Linked DNA regions of Sus scrofa: region 2 is linked to region 1. The links are chromatin contacts, called in public promoter capture Hi-C maps. All regions are on one chromosome and are shown on one strand. The core of a region is the stretch at or near the end of the contact, and the rest is flanking DNA. Distances in the headings are between cores, read along the strand shown. Region 1 holds the start of QARS (glutamine--tRNA ligase). Region 2 holds the start of TRAIP (E3 ubiquitin-protein ligase TRAIP).

Region 1 (2,915 bases), core at 105-2,604:
ACTTCCCACCCTGTTTCTCAAGAAAAGGACCTGGCTGACCTCAGAAACTAGAGCCTGGGCCCAGCCAGACCTCTTTTAAGATGCTCCGACTCTCCCTTCCACCTCCCTCTCACTCATGCCCAGAAGAGAAGGCATGACCAGTGATAACAACATAGTCTGTAGTCCCCTGCCCCAGGTCCTGCTCACCCATCAGCAGCCCCATGTTGAAGTGGTAACGCTCTACAAGGAGCTTGGATCGGTGATGATTTATGGCAGCCTCCACCTACAGAAAGCCAAACCATGAGCTTCAGACATGCTCTAGGGACTGATCCCCTCACCCTGGGACTTTCTGGTTGGTAAAGCAGGGCCACTCCTTTCCAGTATTAAGTACTGAAAGCCACTCCTTAGAATTAAGGAGGCAGCTGACACCTAAGAAAAGACTCACAGCCTCCTCAATCTGCTCTGGAGTCACAATGACGCCCACACCACATTCCTGCTCAAAGTCCATGGTGTTGATTGGGTCCAGGGGATGACTTCGCACATACTCAAGGGCAGCTGAAAAAGGAAAGCCAAGGAGTTTGTGGCATCTCAGCTCCAAGAAGTAGGAAGACAGGGCCCTAATCCTATCCATGAAACCCCAATTAGTTTGACTTCCTGGAAAAGTAAGTCTTGCACTTCACTAGAGAAGCCCTAAGGCCACAGGAAAGAAGCATGTGTTGTGAGGGAAACTCCCTCAGACCTACACAGTTCTCCAGTGGGTCTCACCCAGAGGTGGCCCTCTCCGTCAGTGCCAGGGCCTAAGTTTAGAGAAGAATGCAGAACTAGTAATCTAGAGTGACACTGTGGGTCTTGTCAGAATGGTTAGATAGGGATCTTGGCTGAGAGGAGGAGCTGGAGGTGGAAGCAAGACAGGCAAGGGTCTCACCGCTCAGCTGAGTCTCAGTATGGATCTTCCTACTAGCTATGTAGCTCACGAGGAAAGACAGTCGACGAGGATCCCGCAGTCGCGAGGCCAAGCCATAGAGCAGGGTCCCGGTAGCTTTGTCGATGGTGGAGCCCAGAGTCTGCTGTGCCTAGGGTCAGAGGGGTCAGGAGATAAGCCTCACTTCCAGTAAGAAAAGCAAGAGTGAGACAAGATGGGTGGGTCGGGGTCTGGACCCGGCCCGGAGTTGCCTTGGGGCACAGTCGGCAGCCGGGGCCAAGGACGTAGGTTTGCACCTGGGTCGCCGCCTCGCGCAGCTGCGCGCTCAGAGCCGTGTTCTTGAGCGTCTCTCGCGCTTTGTGCTCGCTCAGGCCGAGGCCGGTGAAGAGCGACAAGGAGTCTAGAGCCGCCATTGCTGGGACGCCGGAAGCCAAAAAGAAACTTTGGGGCCAATCTGCCCCGGAGTTAGCTCACTGACCAATAGGAGTGAGATGCCGTCAGCGAAAGCCAATGGTATCCTTCCTTGGAGGGAAGGGGCGGGGATCTCCAGGATCGTCAGTGACATTTAAAGGGCAGAGGGCGGCCTCTCCCGCCGCTTTACTTCCGTCTTCGTGCTTCAGGTCTCTAAAAGGGATAGTGAGCGGCGGTACTTTAGAGGTGATTTGTTCCAAACCTGGAGCGAAGGTGTTCAGCACCAGGGCAGGAGGCAGACATAATCATGGTAATTTTACTCTTCATCTTTTCTCCTTCAGCCCCGGAAAACTTGGGACCATCCCAGTTTTGTTTTTGGAAACAAATGTCAATGTAGGTCGTGTTTCTGACGTCACACTTTGGAGTTGTCACGGAAACAGCTGAACAAAATGAAGCCCGGGAAATCCGGTCAAGACTCCAGAACAGACGTCTGAAATGGCACATGGATGCGCCCCAAAAGTCTTGGCACTTTTCCAGCTCCACCTGCACGCGCGCACGCACACACACACACACACACCCACACACACACACCCCTAACCAGGAAAGGGAAGGTTTGGGGCCAGGAAGGACCTTGCATGACTTCTGTGATGATTTGGCTTAAAATCTCCTGCCATACTTACTTTTTTTTTTTTTTTGGTCTGTTTTAGGATCGCACCCGCGGCATACGGAGGTTCCCAGGCTAGGGGTCAAATCGGAGCTGTATCTGCGTGTACGCCAAAGCCACTGCAACGTGGGATCCGAGCCACATCTGCAATCTACACCACAGCTCACAGCAAGGCCAGATCCTTAACCCGCTGAGCTGGGTCAGGGCTTGAGCCCATGTCCTCATGAATGCTAGTCGGGTTCGTTAACCACTGAGCCACTATGGGAACCCCCATACTTACTCTTCTTACCGAAGCATGCAAATATAGGAAAACCACAAGCAGATTAGACCTTAAAATCCATATGCAAGTACTTGACAGGATATTTTATTCAATAGTGTGGGACAGAGAAGGTAGAATAGTTATGATGATATGCTTGGGGATCTCCCTAGTCTCTCTTTGGCCCTTAAGGGCCTGCTGGGTGGGAATCATCAGGCTAAAACTGAATGTACAACCTGTGTTTTTGTTTTTATTTTTTTTTTTTAGGGCTGCACCCATGCCATATGTAATTTCCCAGGCTAGGGGTGGAATCAGAGCTGTAGATGCTGGCCTACGCCACGGCCACAGCCACAACGATCCCAGCCACCTGGGATCGTAGGTGCATCTGCAACCCACACCACAGCCCATGGTAACGCTGGATCCTTAACCAACTGAGCTGGGCCGGGGGTCAAACCCACATCCTCATGGATAAGTCAGGCTCATTACCAATGAGCCACAATGAGAAGTCCCCAATCTATTTTCTTATAGAACTGGAGCTGTTGATGGTGGGATGGTAAGTTCCCCAAATTTGGGATGGAAACACAGGCTCCTAAAGGCCTCAGTGACCCTAAAACTCCTGGACCTTCAAGTACTGGGCATGATCCTGACCATAATATTTCCTGATTTGTGGCCATATTCCACTA
Region 2 (2,915 bases), core at 256-2,755, 660 kb after region 1:
CCCACAGTTTTGTAGCGATATCGGGCGGAGTGCCCAGATCCAACACAGCGGTCACTCACCACTGCAAGTGGAAGGTGTGGCCGCAGTGGATGGCTGCCACGTCGCGGGAGTGATCGAAGAAGTCGGAGCATATAGTGCACAGAGCACGAATAGGCATGACTGGTCTCAAGTGGCCCAGGTAGCCAAGGAAACCGCGAAGGGTCCAGCTTCGTGGCCGTGCCTCAGCGTCCCAGCTTGCTTCAAATTTGGCTCCACAGCGCGACTTCCGGAAGCGAACCGGAAGTGGCTACAAGGCGCAAAATGAAGTTTGGGCCCGGATTGGACGAACCCTCGGGGGCGGGGCTTAACGGCCTCTCAGGCCGAAAAGAATCCTGGGGCCGAGCGCGGGCCTGAAGCTCAGCGGTAAGTCCCTCGCGGCTCCCGGGAATCGCCCAGTACCAGAACACAGCGTTGGATGGGCACCAGGAGCAGCTACGCCGCCGGCCGAGCCCCTTTCTGGGGCAAGACAAGACGTTACGGTCCCAAGCCGGAGCTGGGCACGGTCTCCTTAGCCCTGTTCTCTCAGCGCAGCCATCTCTGCACTTCGCGAGAGTTTAGAAGAGGCCATAAGGGGGTGGGACGATGGTACGAATGGAGAGCGGGTCCCTTGGGCTCTGGGCAGTTCTCAACCGTATAGAAGACCATACTTCCCGGACCAAAAGAATGCTCCGCCCTCTCAGCCCTCTCAGACTCTTTAGTGGTCCTCGAAAGGACACGGGTCAGGACACTCCCAGCTCGCCCTGGCTCTATACAAACAAGGTTGATGATCCCTAAGTTTAAAGGTGGTGGGGCCGGTATCCTGACTAGCTCCTAGCTCTCAGGAGAATCAGTTTTGCCTCAGTACTGCCTTTTGGAGGCCCAGATCCTTCATAGACAAGTGGCTAACAAATCTTTTTCTTATTCCCATATCAGAGAAGTTATCTTTGGGATCCTAAGTAAGAGCAGCATCCCTGGTGAATTCACCTGGGCTGATCCAGGCTGGAACAAGTATTCCTAGGAGTTTTGATGATTAACTGTTTTTAGTAGTGGTATCCCCCTCTCCCCAGAAGAAACCTTATGCAGAGTCCCATAATGTAAAGCCGATCTGTTCCACCTGAAGTAGACTCAGAGTGAAGTCCTTGGGGCCTACGTGGAAAGCAAAGGTGTTCACAGGAAGGAATAATCAACACAAAGGATAGGACAGAATCTTTGTGTAATGGCCACCCTGCACCCATTCCCCAACCCAGGGAAGCCCACTTTGGCCATGGGCAAGGTCTCTCCCTATGGTGGATGGCCCTTGGTGGGTTCCAGGTCTATGCCTAAGTCAAGATAATGGCTCCTTGTTCAATAGGACTTGTCAGAACAGTAGCATAGAGGTTATTCCTTGGCACAATCCCAGCACAGGACCCACCACCCACATGGATTTCTAGAGTCCAGAGGACCCCTGCCACCATCAAGGAACACACTGTGGTGAGGATGGTCTGTACTCTCAGCCCAAGCAATCCATATGGAACTGAGCACAGACCACTACCTGTGAACCTACTCCCAGCCTTCCCCTACACACTGCCTTTCAGGGGCCCCTCCCCAGTAATATAGAGGAAGCAAAGGCAAGAGGGTGGCCAGAGGCTTTGGCAGAATGAAATTTATTTGCCAGGTTCAGCAGGTACACGGCCCACCGACCTTCATACACCAGAGCAGACCCACAGGCATGCAGGGAGAAGGGCAGGACTATCCCCGAGTGCCAAGTGAGGGCCAGGACCAGTGTGGCTGCCTGCCCAGGCCATAGTGGGGTCTGACAAAGGGCACTTGCCAGGAGCCTCCGTCAGGAAACTGGGGAGCTTTATTCCACTCTTTGATTCCAGCAAAAGCAACTCAGCAGGGCTCAGAGGCACTTAGGCCTCACTCTAAGCCTTGACAAAAGGGGAAGTGGGTCACTGACATAGAGAGGGTTCCTTCTATTTTGTTGAACTGAGAGAGCAGAAAATCTGCCCCCAAGAAGGGCAACCCCCCAAATCAGACTGTGGGACACTGCCATGCAGCTGGCCCTCTGGGATGGAGAGGACTGTGGACTGAGCCTGAGGCGGGTCATATGGGAAGAGCCAGGGGCAGCCCTCCTTGTCTGCCCCAGGGTAAGGACTCAGCTAGGCTGGTACACTAGGTGCTAAGCCTGCACTCTGCCCTCCCAGATCTCATTGCCACATCCTAATTGCTCCTCCTTCCCTTTACAGACTCATGAAGCTCAGGGTACAGGGCAACCACTGCAGGACCCAGGAGGGCAGGAAATAGCACATGGGTCTTGGGAGAGACTTCCCAGGGACAAAGATGGAAGTGTCTACCTTTCTACTCATTCTTTTTCACTTTTCAGGAACCCCTCAGCTACCAAGCAGTGCCCCCAGCCATGCAACCAGTCTTGAAGCATACTGCTTTAGATTATTGCATTCTCTGTACCAGCCTGTTTCACGCCTAGAGCAGCCCACACACCACAGGCACATACCTTCATGTGCAGGAGCCTAAGACCGCTGACAGGGCCTCGCTGGAGGACCAGCTCTCAGGGCAAGGCCACCCAATTTAGGGCCTGGGAGAGGATGGGACCTGCAGGGCCTGCCTGGGGGAACTGTGAGGCAAAAAGGAAAAGGGAACAGGAGCAGGGACCTCCTGAGTATCCCTAGAGCAGCATCCCACAAGGAACAGAAACTGATGAAGCTAGCAAAAGACAAAAGCCACAAGGAATCCATGCAGGGGCTGGGGCTGGTCCTGCCTCTGGCCTCCCCACCACTCACACACATACACACAGGAGATGAGACTGCTCTCCTGTGGCCCCCAGACATGCCCTGTGCTGGGAGGCAGGGGCAGGGGGCAGTGAGGGCATCATGCCAGTGATTCTATGTACAGTGCGA

What was found. Promoter capture Hi-C pulls out the DNA fragments that hold promoters and counts their contacts.
Region 2: a contact with region 1 is called in a promoter capture Hi-C map of fetal liver, with 2.3 times the contacts expected there. The contact joins the promoter of TRAIP here to the promoter of QARS in region 1. A contact is called at or near these places in 1 of 5 promoter capture datasets (fetal liver) and 1 of 2 datasets of contacts at active chromatin or transcription factors (alveolar macrophages).

Annotation. Positions count from the first base shown.
Region 1 is chr13:31,721,846-31,724,760 of Sscrofa11.1, forward strand. QARS (glutamine--tRNA ligase) reads right to left here and starts at 1,355. Exons shown (of 24, transcript XM_021070652.1): 1 at 1,198-1,355; 2 at 905-1,052; 3 at 425-534; 4 at 187-262. The coding sequence starts at 1,314.
Region 2 is chr13:32,379,483-32,382,397 of Sscrofa11.1, forward strand. TRAIP (E3 ubiquitin-protein ligase TRAIP) reads right to left here and starts at 1,506. Exons shown (of 31, transcript XR_002337524.1): 1 at 60-1,506. It overlaps CAMKV (caM kinase-like vesicle-associated protein), which reads right to left. Exons shown (of 10, transcript XR_002337521.1): 10 at 1,646-2,915.